3 separate regions of the Mus musculus genome follow, and all the other regions are linked to region 3. The links are chromatin contacts, called in public Hi-C maps. All regions are on one chromosome and are shown on one strand. The core of a region is the stretch at or near the end of the contact, and the rest is flanking DNA. Distances in the headings are between cores, read along the strand shown. Region 1 overlaps Dgki (diacylglycerol kinase, iota). Region 2 overlaps Creb3l2 (cAMP responsive element binding protein 3-like 2). Region 3 overlaps Dgki (diacylglycerol kinase, iota).

Region 1 (3,959 bases), core at 663-3,162, 180 kb before region 3:
TAGAATGTTCTTCTAGATGAGAAATAGACTTCCCAAAGTTTTCAGTGTAAAGTCTGACATCATTCGGACTTTTATTAAACTCTTGCTTTTTTTTCTTTCTTCCTGCTTTTTAAAAACATATTTTCTTTATATTTTCTATATAGAACATCAGAAGCTCATATGTCATCGTGGTTTCAAATATTCATGATGTTGGGGATGTTTTAGACTCTTTCAGATGGAAAATGTATTTCTCGAGAATTTTGCTATTATCTCTTGGGGCCTGGAAGACTTTTTTCCTCCCAGCTTCATCAATTGTTTTTGATTCTGTGCATTCTATATTGCATAGCTATTGCATCTGCCAAATTATTCCTCTAATCTTCAATTCATGTCTCATTATTCTGCTTTCTGGGAACAGGGTTGATTTTCTCTTTTTTTGCATCCCTCTAGTAGATTTTGAAGGCGTTCTTGTTTGTTTTGATTTTCATGGTAAGGTTTCTCTGTGTAGTTCTGACTGCCCTAGAACTCTACAGATCAGGCTGGCCTAGAACTCACAGAGATATGCCTGCCTCTGCCCCTCCCACCCCAGCGCAGCACTGGCCTTAAAGGCATGGGCCACAACCACCTACCATTTTAATTGTATATGTATATATTTTCTTATTAAAGTTCAGTCTTATTTATTTGTGATGATATTGAGGATATACAAGATTCACAAATTGGGCTAAGAACCCGGAGAACACTTCTCAATGTGAAATTTGTTTTGGTTTGATAAAAAATGGTCGCAACTGTGTGTTCAACATGCGGTGAAACATAATTATATAACTATCCTGTCTTTATTTTCCCCATTAATTAGTTCTTTTATTCACTTTGCATCCTGATCACAGCCACACGTCCTCCCAGTTCCCACCGCAAATTGCCCCTCCACCCCACCTCCCATTCTCCTCTGTGGAGACTCCCCCCCATACCAACCCCCCCTGGCACATCAAGTCAATACCTACACATTCTTACACTTAATTCTCAGGTGTCTCTATCTTGGCTGCATTCACTTTATTCTGCAGCATCCAAACTCCTCATTGTCTCCTGTACTACCATACCTCCTGTTTTCTCTGTCCTTTTGGCGGTCTCCTTTGGTTCCCTTATTGTGGTGCCAAAGAGAGTTCCTGGAGGTAGTGAGAATAAAAGGCCTTTGTCCACTTCTCCTTGGCCAACCAAGACTTTGATTTATTCTCATTTTCTACAGTGAAGATGATAGAAAAGTTAACGTTCATGAGCTTCCTTAGAATTTTTGAACAGAAAAGCAGCGTTTTTTTTTTTTTTTTTTTTTTTAGTGTGTTTTTCTTCTAAGGGATTTGGAAGAGTTTCGTAGGCTTTTTCATCTTTGTTAGAGTTTCTTTTGTAACCAGGGAGAAAGAGGTAGGTCATTTTGCATCAGTTTTGCAAGGAAAGCATCCAAGTAGAAGTACCACCATGACTTCCAGTGGCATTCAGCTTCAGTGTGGTTACATTCACGGGGCTTGCCATTTATTTGTGCCCATCAGCTGGTTTCTTAACCCTTTGAATGCCAGCACCCACTAATCTTGAGCCAAGGGTGTAAGAGCCTGCGCTTCTGGGTTTCTGAGAGGCCCTGAGATTTGTCAGTCTGCTAACAGCTCAGATGTCTTTCTCCCCAGACGCCCAGTTCCTCCAGCACCAATGAGGTGCCTGGTGTGGGATTTCTGAGGGAGTGTCACTGGGGACAGGCTGCTGCTAATCAGGTGCAAATTGGCAGAAGCTCAGGAGGGACCAGGCCCCAGTGGATGGCTCTGACATTTTCAGAGAAAGCTGGCTGTAGGCTGGAACTGGTGACTCCTCACCTCTTGGCCTGGCCTGATTCCTGGCTGGGAGGCCTGACACAGGGCTAGAAGGGCTGCTCTGGGCTCACACAGCCTCACCCTCGGAGCTCCTGCCAGCTGGCTGGTTTGGCTGGCTGGTTTTCTTTGCAAGAGGGAGAGGCCTTGATCAGTCATGGGGCTTTCCCAGTAAGTGCAGAAACAACCAGGAGGACCTCCAGCCCCCTCCCCCGAGACACCTTCACTGCAGTAGGCACACCAGTTGGTTAAGAGGGTAGGGATTGGTGGCTGAAAATCCAATATGAAAGGAGTTTCTTCCCGAAAGTGTGCCCATTTCCCATGAGACTCACTGTTTAGCACCTGAGTTCCCTTGTCAGCTGTCAGCTGCTCTTTTGACTTCTGTAGGAATTTTCACTTGAGGTTGTCCTTACCCAAGCAGTGAGTGGGAGGAGCTAGGAGCTATGCTGTGGTGGAAAGATGAGGCAGTAGGACGTGAAGTGTTGTGCAGGTGGTTAATTCTGTGGTTCCTGGTTTGTCTGGAAAAGCATGCTTCCTGAGACTTTCCTGGATATAGGCTGTGACCATTGGGAGAGTCTCTAAATTTACTTCAGCATCTCTCCTCCCCTCCCCTCCCCTCCGTTCCCCTCCTCTCCTCTCCTTCTCTTTCCTTTTCAAAGATAACTTATTTAATTTTAACCACTGAGCCGTTTCTCCAGCTCTGCATTACTATCTTCTCTTCTATTGTCTTTGTTTCCTTTAACTTCTAAAGAATGTGTAGCCTCATCCTCAAGGATAATAGAAACAACTGAAATACGGGCCCTGACTTAAAAACATTCAGGCATGTACATGTATGATATGATCTACGATACACAACTGATGCCTATGCCCACACACTGCCAGCTGTTTCGTATTACTGATAGCCGTCTTGGTGTCTCAAATGTTTGCCTGTCTCACACCATCAGTGACCTTGTTTCAGAGCGTGAGAACCATATAGACATTGTGCACACTTTTCATTACAAGGATGAGTCAGTGGGAGAGTATTTTGAGAAAATGACAGACTACTAAGCAACAAACCCTCTAAGACAAACTTCAGAACAAACTTCTGGCTCAAAAGCAACTGGGCAACTTAGAATAAAAGAATACAGACAGATATGTAAACAGCACAGATTTACACATGGTGAGAATGCTGTTAAAGCTGTGTGAAAAGCGTCAGGAGACAGCAGAGGAGGGTGCAGTGGTCCTCAAGACCAAGAGGGTAAGAGAGTTCTTTGCAGCAGAGGTGATGCTCAACAGATTGTTGAAGATTTATCATATGGGTAGTCAGGGTGATAGCATAGTCATGGGGGTGGGAGAAAGCATCATGCATTCCAGAACAAAGTTGTCCACGATACTAACATGTAGGAGCCTGAGTGTCTGGCAGGCTGTGGGCCTTGCAATGGACCAGGACAGATGATGGATGCTTGCCACACAGAATGTGGACACTATCTTTCTGATAAAAGAGTGTTGCGGTGGGCTGTGTGAAGAGCTGATAATTTGTTAAACCACAAGGCTGGGCTGTACCGCTTTTCAGATCCCATGGCATCTGAAATTCTGGGATTCTCTGTGTGGGTACAGGGTTGTGGATCTGGGAACACAGCTTTATTGGGGAGTGTGATTTGGTGTAACATCTGTGGGTAGGTGTTGGAATGTGGGCTGTACCCAATAGCAATATTAAAAATTACACCAAGAGCACTTGGTTCTGAGTTAAGCTGGAGCTTAAATATCCAAGACTCATTTCATCCTTTGATCACAGGCTGACAGTGGCTAAAGCACTTTTATCTGACTATGACTCAAAACTGTCACTTATAAAATGGAGATTTTCAATTCTGTGCAGCTAGGCATGCTTGCTTGGGGGTGGTGGAAGTGGAGGACCCACTTATTTGGTAATGGCTTTGTTATTTTGGCCATTTGATGTCAATATATTATTTTAAAGTTTTCCATTAAATTGTAATTATATTGTGACCATCAGCAAGCATGGAAAAGTGTGTGTGTGTGTGTGTGTGTGTGTGTGTGTGTGTGTGTGTGTGTGTGTGTATGCTCAATATGTTCATGCATTTTCCCTGAGTTTTCATTTATTTTTGGAAGAATCAGGCTGGGGTTAGGAAATGGGAATAG
Region 2 (3,702 bases), core at 978-3,477, 230 kb before region 3:
ATGGCCTAGTGTTACGGCTCGAGACAGGAGGCCAGCCCAGGGGGTTCTGCTTATGTGTCCCCGTGGCTCTCCACAAAAGGGAGCTAGCACCTCTCCATCCCTTTCTCTTACTGCCATTGGAAATTATTTTAGGGCTGAGATAGGGGTGGAACGAGCAGGCTTGTTTCCACCAATAGTGCCAAGAAGACACTGCCTGATTCTTCCCCGGGAGGAGTGACTCCTCTGAAGAAGACATGACTCATGTTCAGTTGAGACCCCAGACTCTAGCCACACACATGCCACAGACATGCCAGGGAGTGGCAAAGCACTGACTCCTGAGCTCCCTTCCTCACTAGGACTCCAGTGTGACCCTGCACTGAGAGGACCAAAGCGTCATTGCAGTCTTCTCTCCACCCTGTACCCCGGAGTCCTGATTGGATGTCTGCAGAGGCAGATGGGGCTCCCACCATATTTTCAGGCCGCAAGTGCAATTCCTGAAGGCATCAGGCTCTTCTCTCCCAGGCTCTCCTGCCCACTGTGTTGTTTGTAGGACACCCCCACACCCACTCATACACAGCCTGCATCTCCACAGGACAATAGCTCTGTCTCCCTGGCCTCCCCTCCCCATTTGTAAATAGTATTTATTAGCTTGCTCAAGCTCCCAGCTGGCCATAGTGAAAAGATTTCCCCTTTCAACCAGCAAAGTCTTCTGTTGGCCTTTGGAACAGGAGAGTCCCCGGAATCTAGGACCCTAGTCTTTGTACTTGATGCCTTGTTTCCCCCCTTTTCTTCTTTAAAATTGGGGACCTATAACATCATCGCTGTTGCGGAATCCACTTAGGCATGTGTCCCCTGATGGATGAATACATGGGAATGGTGGATACTGTCTTCTGACTCAGGCTCTAGGCTCCATGGCTTCCTCTCTCTGGTCCTGCCACACAGAAGGAAAGCCCTGTCCAGGATAATGAGCGTTGCTGACACCCTTGCTAGCTTGTCCTGCCTACCTGCTTACCCCACTCCCTCACCTTCCTCCTTCCCTTCTGCCCTCCATCCACCTGCCTTAACTAATTGGGGCTGGAGTTGGTCATTTTTGTACACCCACAGTGGTACCTTTTACAGTCAGGTTTGGATACTTTGCAGCTCATCCAAAGAGACATAACTAAACCCTAAACTCTTTTTTTGTTGTTGTTGTTGTTGTTTTTTTTTTTTATGATTAAAAAGTAAAAATTGTAGTTTAAAAAATCCTTTCCTCTTTCATACAAATAAGAAATGGAAATTGCTCGTTTATTGTATAAGATAGAAGATTCGTTTAAAGTGTTTCCCCACCCCCACCCCCAGCTTGTAAAAGATTTTATGTAAGAAATGTGCTTACACTTTGTATTTTATTTTTAGCAGCAGCTAAAAGGCCTGTAGTTTTACTCTCTCTCTCCTCTCTCTCTCTCTCTCTCTCTCTCTCCCTCTCTCCTCTCTGTCTTCATCATCTTTGAGATCATTAGAGCCTGTATAAAGGGGATTATGGCCCTGCCTTCTATGTCACACATAGGATTTGGTGTCATTAGTGTTTGCTGTCATGCCCCATGAGTAGCTCCTTACTTGGTCTGCTCAGGGCATCCTAGGGAATGTTCCTTTCCCCCACTCCTCCCTCCCTACCGTGGTGGATTCCCAGCTGGCAGATGGCCAAGCTCAGGGCCACTGTGATCTTGGCAGCCCTCCTGTTTAAGGGGCTGCCACCCTCCCTTACAGGGTGGTGTATAGCCAGGGCTATACAAAAAGGGTGGCTAGTGACCTTTTCTCTCTCTTCTCTCTCTCTTCTCTCTTCTCTCTTCCCTTGATCTTCCTTGGCCTGGCCCATTCTGCTCTTTACAGTGCCAGATATTTATACATCATAAACTTAGGAAATGCCTAAAAGAGCCTAAGCAGGAAAAATCCTAGGGTGAGGCAATGTTTGCATGATGAGAGAGGAAGGGTTTGCCATAGAGAGCTGAAATGGGGATTTAGACTGATGTGTGCATTGGCTGAGCTGAACCTTGGTCTCTTGATGTCCCTGGAGAGCTGAGGTCGAGACCCCATTCATGCAGGAGGAGGAAGAAGGAAGTGTCCAGTCACATCCTTAGTTCTCAGAGGACTTTATTTTCCTCTCTACCTACTCTTTTGGGTGTCACTGTCTCCAGACAGCAGGGCCCTTTGTCTCTGAGAAATTAGCCATCCAGAATAGAATCTGTAACAAGAGACATGGGACATAAGCCAGAGAACTCAAACAGCCCTTTAAAGGAGCTCTCGGCAACCAACACTGCCACTCTATGAGAAAACCCTCTGCCCTTTACTGCTGCTGGCTTGCCGTCTGGGATGCTCAGTAGAGTCAAGGGACCCAGCAGAGATGCATGAGACAAGATGGATTGCGAGCAATTAGTGGATGTGTGCACTTTTTGTTCAGAGTTTAAGGCTAGGATATTGGTTTTTCCCACTGACTGAGCTGTCCTGCAAACCAGTCAATACCTTATGGTTATGTCTGAAGGTTTTAAATAGTGGTTGACCCAACACCTTGGACTGAAATTTTGAAAAGTTTTGAAAAAAGACTGCTAGACTTAGAGAGAGAAGCCAGAACAAATTCCGCTGGTTATATTTTCTACCTTGTAAACAGGTCAGCACCCCCACTACTCTTTTTAAAATCACTTTAGTGATGGAGATGTCTTGCAAAGATGTAGAGAACAAGGCCTCTTTTCCCTAGATGAGACCTGAGGAACCCAGTTGCCCCTTCCCCCCACCCCCTTTACAGCTCCCAACTTGGGTCCTGTAAATGGAGGTGTCATTGCCATCACCATCGCCAGCATTGAGGAAGAGCCTCTGAAGTGTCAGGACTTTGCAGTGTAGCTCATGCAAAGAGAGTGTTCTATAAAAATCTTGACAGCTGAACTCAGTTGCTCTTTCCTGGCAGGAGGTGGGGGTGGGATCTAACATGAGTGCAGGCAAAATTAGATAACCATTCGGTTCATAGAAATGATTCCATGCCTTGGGAAGACAGATTTGGGGCCACATTGTTTACAAACTATACACACCAGGTTAATAGACACCCCGTCTTAAGCACCAGCTCCTCTTGGGTGCCCCCAGAGCCCCTGCAACTGTTATCCACATACAACAGGGATATCGGACTGCTTTCTTCTTCCGGCTGGTACAGAATCTGTGTCCATCATTTTTCACTACAGGTCTTGTTAAAATTCTTTGCAGCACTTCGTGTCCCCTCACGTCCCATGTGCTCAGACCCAGAAAAAGCAGAACAGAATTAGAAGTGCCTCTGAGCCTTGTGAAGTGTGTGCGCAAGCCCCCATGGAGAAATGGAGACATCTTGTCCCCACCTGAGGAGTGGACATCTGCCTGATTCTTGCCAACACGAGGGGTGGAAATGGGAGAAAAAGCTTTTAGTTGCTAATTTGTTTCCGCTGAGCCAAGTGTTTGAGAAACCTGGACTAGAGCTTAGCACTCCCACTTGCAGCCTGGCAGGACCTGTGGAGCCATTAACGGCGGGGGTCTTAGCGAGAACCACTTCATTAGAGCACTTGCTGCAGAGGCAGAGAGCAGAGCCGCCAGGATAAATTCTGCTTCCACCCCACAAAGGCAGTCACAGGAGAGAGTGGAGAGAGCAGTAAGGAGGCCACTGGAAGGAGCCAGACACAGATTCTGGTTCATTCATTCATTCATTCCTTAGACATTTTCGGTTTTACAAAG
Region 3 (3,578 bases), core at 220-2,719:
CAGCAGTCTACACTGACACCTTCCAAATGCACAAGCACTCCCAGCCTTTCCCATGTGGGCTCTTTGATAATCTCTGTTATTATGAGTTTTTGTGCTCAAAATAGGTTTGGTGTAATATTTATTATAATATTTAATATTTATTTGGTAATATTTAGTTTATTAATATATATATGTATGCATATATGTATATTTATGTGTATGATGCTAGGTTCAAAACAGCTGTGTCTTAGCATGAAAAATAACAGCTAACCCATTAAATGATTTGTTATGTGGTTCCAATTCATCACCTAAGGGAGGCAAGCACTGGTTTGAAGAAGAGCCTGTTGAAGAAAGTAACTGTTTACAGTCTTTAGAAAGTTTAAGATCCTCACACACTACATGCTGCATTTGCTGCTGTGGTAGTTACTACCATCCAACAGAATTATCCCGGCAGGCAGCTCTTGCTCAGGCCTGTCCTTGTAGAGGCCTCTGCACATCCCTAGGCGATGCTGGCAGGAGTGACATCAGAAGCCCATACGGTCATCTCTCTACGTGCACCATGTTCGAGTGTTTAATCATTGGAGATAACATAGACCCCAGAAAGCTTTTCTCTGTGAATTTAAACGCGTGCCCAAAATCAAGGCTAAATTTGATGGCACTTAGGAGCCAGACACATTGGGTGTGCTGTGCCCTAATGGGGCGATCTTGGACCGGTCACTGGCTGCGTGTGGGTTTTCTTACCTGTGAAGCAGGGATAGATAAGGGCTATCCCTACTTCACAAGGCTGTAAAGGTTAAGTGAATGACCATCTGTGATGTGCCTGTCAGGGCATAGAGCAAGACCTGTATTCTAACCAGTGGCCCACGCTGTCCTTGTTGCTAGTGGTTTGTTATTGTTGCTTCCTGGGTGTGAATCCCGACTTGTAATCTCGCTCCTGAAGATTTGGGTAGAAACCCAAATAGCACCGACGAGATTTGTGCCTAGAACAGAAGCTTAAAGCAACCAGTCATGGAGATGCAGCCTCCGAGAGTATGGGTGGAATGCTTGTTTTGTACATAAGAATATTGACTCTGTCCCTCAAGAGTGAAGTTGGAATGTGTGAAAAAGTTTGAAAACGTAAGGACAGTGCTTGCGTTGTTCAGGCGTAGCACTTAAAACTGGTGTAACAGACTAAAGACCTTGGTTTATGTTATAAGCCCTCTTTGTAACAGGTATTGCTGTTATATTGCGAAGAAGCCTGTCTAGGCCACTGGTGTGCCTGTGGGTAGTTACCTTGACATGTTTAGGGGTTTTCAATTTGCTTAGTAACAGAAGCACTTACAATTTTGCTTAATTTAAGGAGTCTCGCGTTCATTCCAGGGAAGTCTCCAGAACAGCTTGCTAACACTTCTCTCCTGTATTTTGAATTGAATGTTGTAGAAATCCGCTCTCAGGAGGAAGTGTGCCGTCTGCAAAATCGTGGTCCACACAGCCTGCATTGAGCAACTAGAGAAGGTAAGCGAGCGCCACCTGCTGGCGAGTGTGTTGGCTTCGGTCACTTACCAAGATCTGGTGTCAATGTCTAACTTTTTAAAAAACAAAACCAAAAATTGTTGAGTTCAGGATGACTTACCAGAATAACAATGAAAAGACAATATATAAAGGTCAGCCATGGTCTTGTTTTCCTGGGTTTAATTTGATATTATGTTGCATTGAACTTTGGGAAAGCTTGGCAACACTTACAATAAGCCTTTTAAGATTGTAGCTTCCATATGTTTCTCTCGGTGAGTTCACATATTCCTAAAGGAGCTCGAAGGGAGAGTTAGCCAAGCCAGCCGAAAGCAGCTCCCAGATGCTGCTGCAGACCTCACGGGCAGCAGTTTTTGCTGGTGCAGCATGAAATGTGTGGCTAAGCCAGGAGTGGCATCCCAAGGGTGGTGTCTTGTCTCCAGAAGTGGATTCTGAACTGTCTATTCATTTACCATCTGGGGGGAAGGGCAGAGCTCTGCGAGAGAGCTGCTTGCTGCTCTCATTTATAATTCCTCCTCCGTGTCCAGGCGAGACACTGAGTGGGATCTATATTCGTGCGCTGCCCTTGGCAATCACGGTGGGACTATTTTAGCTTTGTACAATGTTTGCTTAGCTTCGCCAGCACCTCCAGCTGCTGTCAACCTATATCTCACAGCCATGCCTAACACTTGGACTAGATTTTTCTCGTCTGCACTCTACTTCACTTTATACAGGAGCAAAAGAGCTCACGAGGACACTTCTCATCCACAGAGCAAGGCAGTGCTGAGTCCTTTTACAGGGAATATCTGTGCGTGTGTTTGAATGGTTATCACAGCAGTTAGGACTTCTCAGGTTTATATTTTCTACTTTAAAAAAAAAAGCAAAAAAAAAAAAAAAAAAAACCCAACTTACCCGGATGACTTCAGCTGCCATGTACTTTACCTGTGACTTTGGTCTCCATTTTTCCAGATTCATGGGCTAAGAACGTTTTTGTTTGTTTGTTTGAAGTTAGACTGCATGGATGAGAATGCAGGACTGCCGACTGGAGGTGTGAAATGGCACTGTACCTCTGTGGATCGTCTAGTGAGATGCTTCGGGAGAGTAGGAGCAGGCTAGAACGGATTCCTTATTCTTCCTGGGCTTGGTTTATAGCCTTCATGTCTACCACTATTGGTTGCTTTCTGGTCTCAGGTAGCTCTCTTCAACCTGTTGCTCGTCACTAACATTAACATACTTTTCTCTTCAAATGGCAGATTAATTTCAGATGTAAACCAACATTTCGGGAAGGAGGCTCCAGATCGCCAAGAGAAGTGAGTTTTGTGAGTTGTTTCAGAGAGCACCTTGAACTCTCCTAGGTTCACCGAATCTCCCAGGGATTCACCTAGGATTGACAAATGAGGTCTGTCTCCCCTCATTATACAGCAGTTTCTTCTTAATGTGTCAATAAGGACAAAGAGTCTCCAAGATTCTTCGGTATACTGTACTTTATTCTGTCAGTGGAGTGGGTTTGGGAGCCAGAGTCTTAACGCATGAAATGGAAAAGTGGGGTTGGGGGAGTTCCCCATTATTCTAGACAGTTTAGAACTAGGGTCTGAGTTGTACTCTCTAGTCCACAAAAGGAGGATGAGGAAAAGGAGGGAGGGAGGGAGGGAGGGGGGGAGGGAGGGAGAGAGGGAGAGGGGGAAGAGGAGGAGGAGGAAGAGAAGGAGGGAGGGAGGGAGGGAGAGAGAGAGAGAGAGAGAGAGAGAGAGAGAGAGAGAGAGAGAGAGAGAGCCAGATAATGGGCTTTCTGAGAGATGTGGGCACTGATTGAATCTTTTAGGACTCTTCTAGGGCAAAGGGTGCGATGTGAGATACAGGGAGACAACCATTTAGACAGAAACAGCAGCAGCACATAAGCCTAGGTGAGAGCTTAGTAAGATGCATTACTTGGGAGGAGAGTTAGAGCTAGACAGTGGAAGTCAGGCTTCCACTTCCTTGGACGCAGGCTGGAAGTCATCAGGGATTTGCAGGTTCGCACTGCGCTATCTAAGTAGAATATATTATGCTGCCTGCAGTGTGGAGGGAACATCATGAGGGTCGATGCTGTTGGGGACATAGAGACAATTAGA

What was found. Hi-C and Micro-C count contacts between places; a contact is called where the count stands out from the background.
Region 1: a contact with region 3 is called in a Hi-C map of the N1E-115 cell line, with 2.9 times the contacts expected there. The contact joins two enhancer-like sites. A contact is called at or near these places in 1 of 15 datasets of contacts at CTCF or cohesin (large pre-B cells), 5 of 484 Hi-C or Micro-C datasets (the N1E-115 cell line, bone marrow-derived macrophages, embryonic fibroblasts and 2 more) and 1 of 9 other capture datasets (embryonic stem cells).
Region 2: a Hi-C map of cortical neurons shows a contact between it and region 3, with 2.2 times the contacts expected there. The contact joins two enhancer-like sites. A contact is called at or near these places in 2 of 39 promoter capture datasets (embryonic stem cells and second pharyngeal arch cranial neural crest), 3 of 15 datasets of contacts at CTCF or cohesin (the NIH/3T3 cell line and large pre-B cells), 78 of 484 Hi-C or Micro-C datasets (the AML12 cell line, the AtT-20 cell line, B cells and 43 more), 18 of 115 datasets of contacts at active chromatin or transcription factors (bone marrow-derived dendritic cells, cardiomyocytes, differentiating embryonic stem cells and 7 more) and 5 of 9 other capture datasets (adipose tissue, embryonic stem cells, embryonic tail and 2 more).

Annotation. Positions count from the first base shown.
Region 1 is chr6:37,275,249-37,279,207 of GRCm38.p6, reverse strand. All of the region lies in intron 1 of Dgki (diacylglycerol kinase, iota), which reads left to right. Among named protein-coding and RNA genes, the nearest start is that of Dgki, 23 kb to the left of the region's middle. Within about 2 kb of position 1,912, at least 58 of the 459 cell types and tissues checked have an H3K27ac peak or open chromatin away from gene starts, as enhancers often do. A contact at or near this core is called in the N1E-115 cell line, where this site is marked.
Region 2 is chr6:37,328,641-37,332,342 of GRCm38.p6, reverse strand. It overlaps Creb3l2 (cAMP responsive element binding protein 3-like 2), which reads left to right. Exons shown (of 12, transcript NM_178661.4): 12 at 1-1,322. Among named protein-coding and RNA genes, the nearest start is that of Dgki, 31 kb to the right of the region's middle. Within about 2 kb of position 2,227, at least 50 of the 459 cell types and tissues checked have an H3K27ac peak or open chromatin away from gene starts, as enhancers often do. A contact at or near this core is called in cerebral cortex, cortical glia, cortical neurons and 3 more, where this site is marked.
Region 3 is chr6:37,095,447-37,099,024 of GRCm38.p6, reverse strand. It overlaps Dgki (diacylglycerol kinase, iota), which reads left to right. Exons shown (of 34, transcript NM_001081206.2): 4 at 1,399-1,473; 5 at 2,721-2,777. Among named protein-coding and RNA genes, the nearest start is that of Gm52857, 190 kb to the right of the region's middle. Within about 2 kb of position 1,469, at least 39 of the 459 cell types and tissues checked have an H3K27ac peak or open chromatin away from gene starts, as enhancers often do. A contact at or near this core is called in the N1E-115 cell line, cerebral cortex, cortical glia and 4 more, where this site is marked.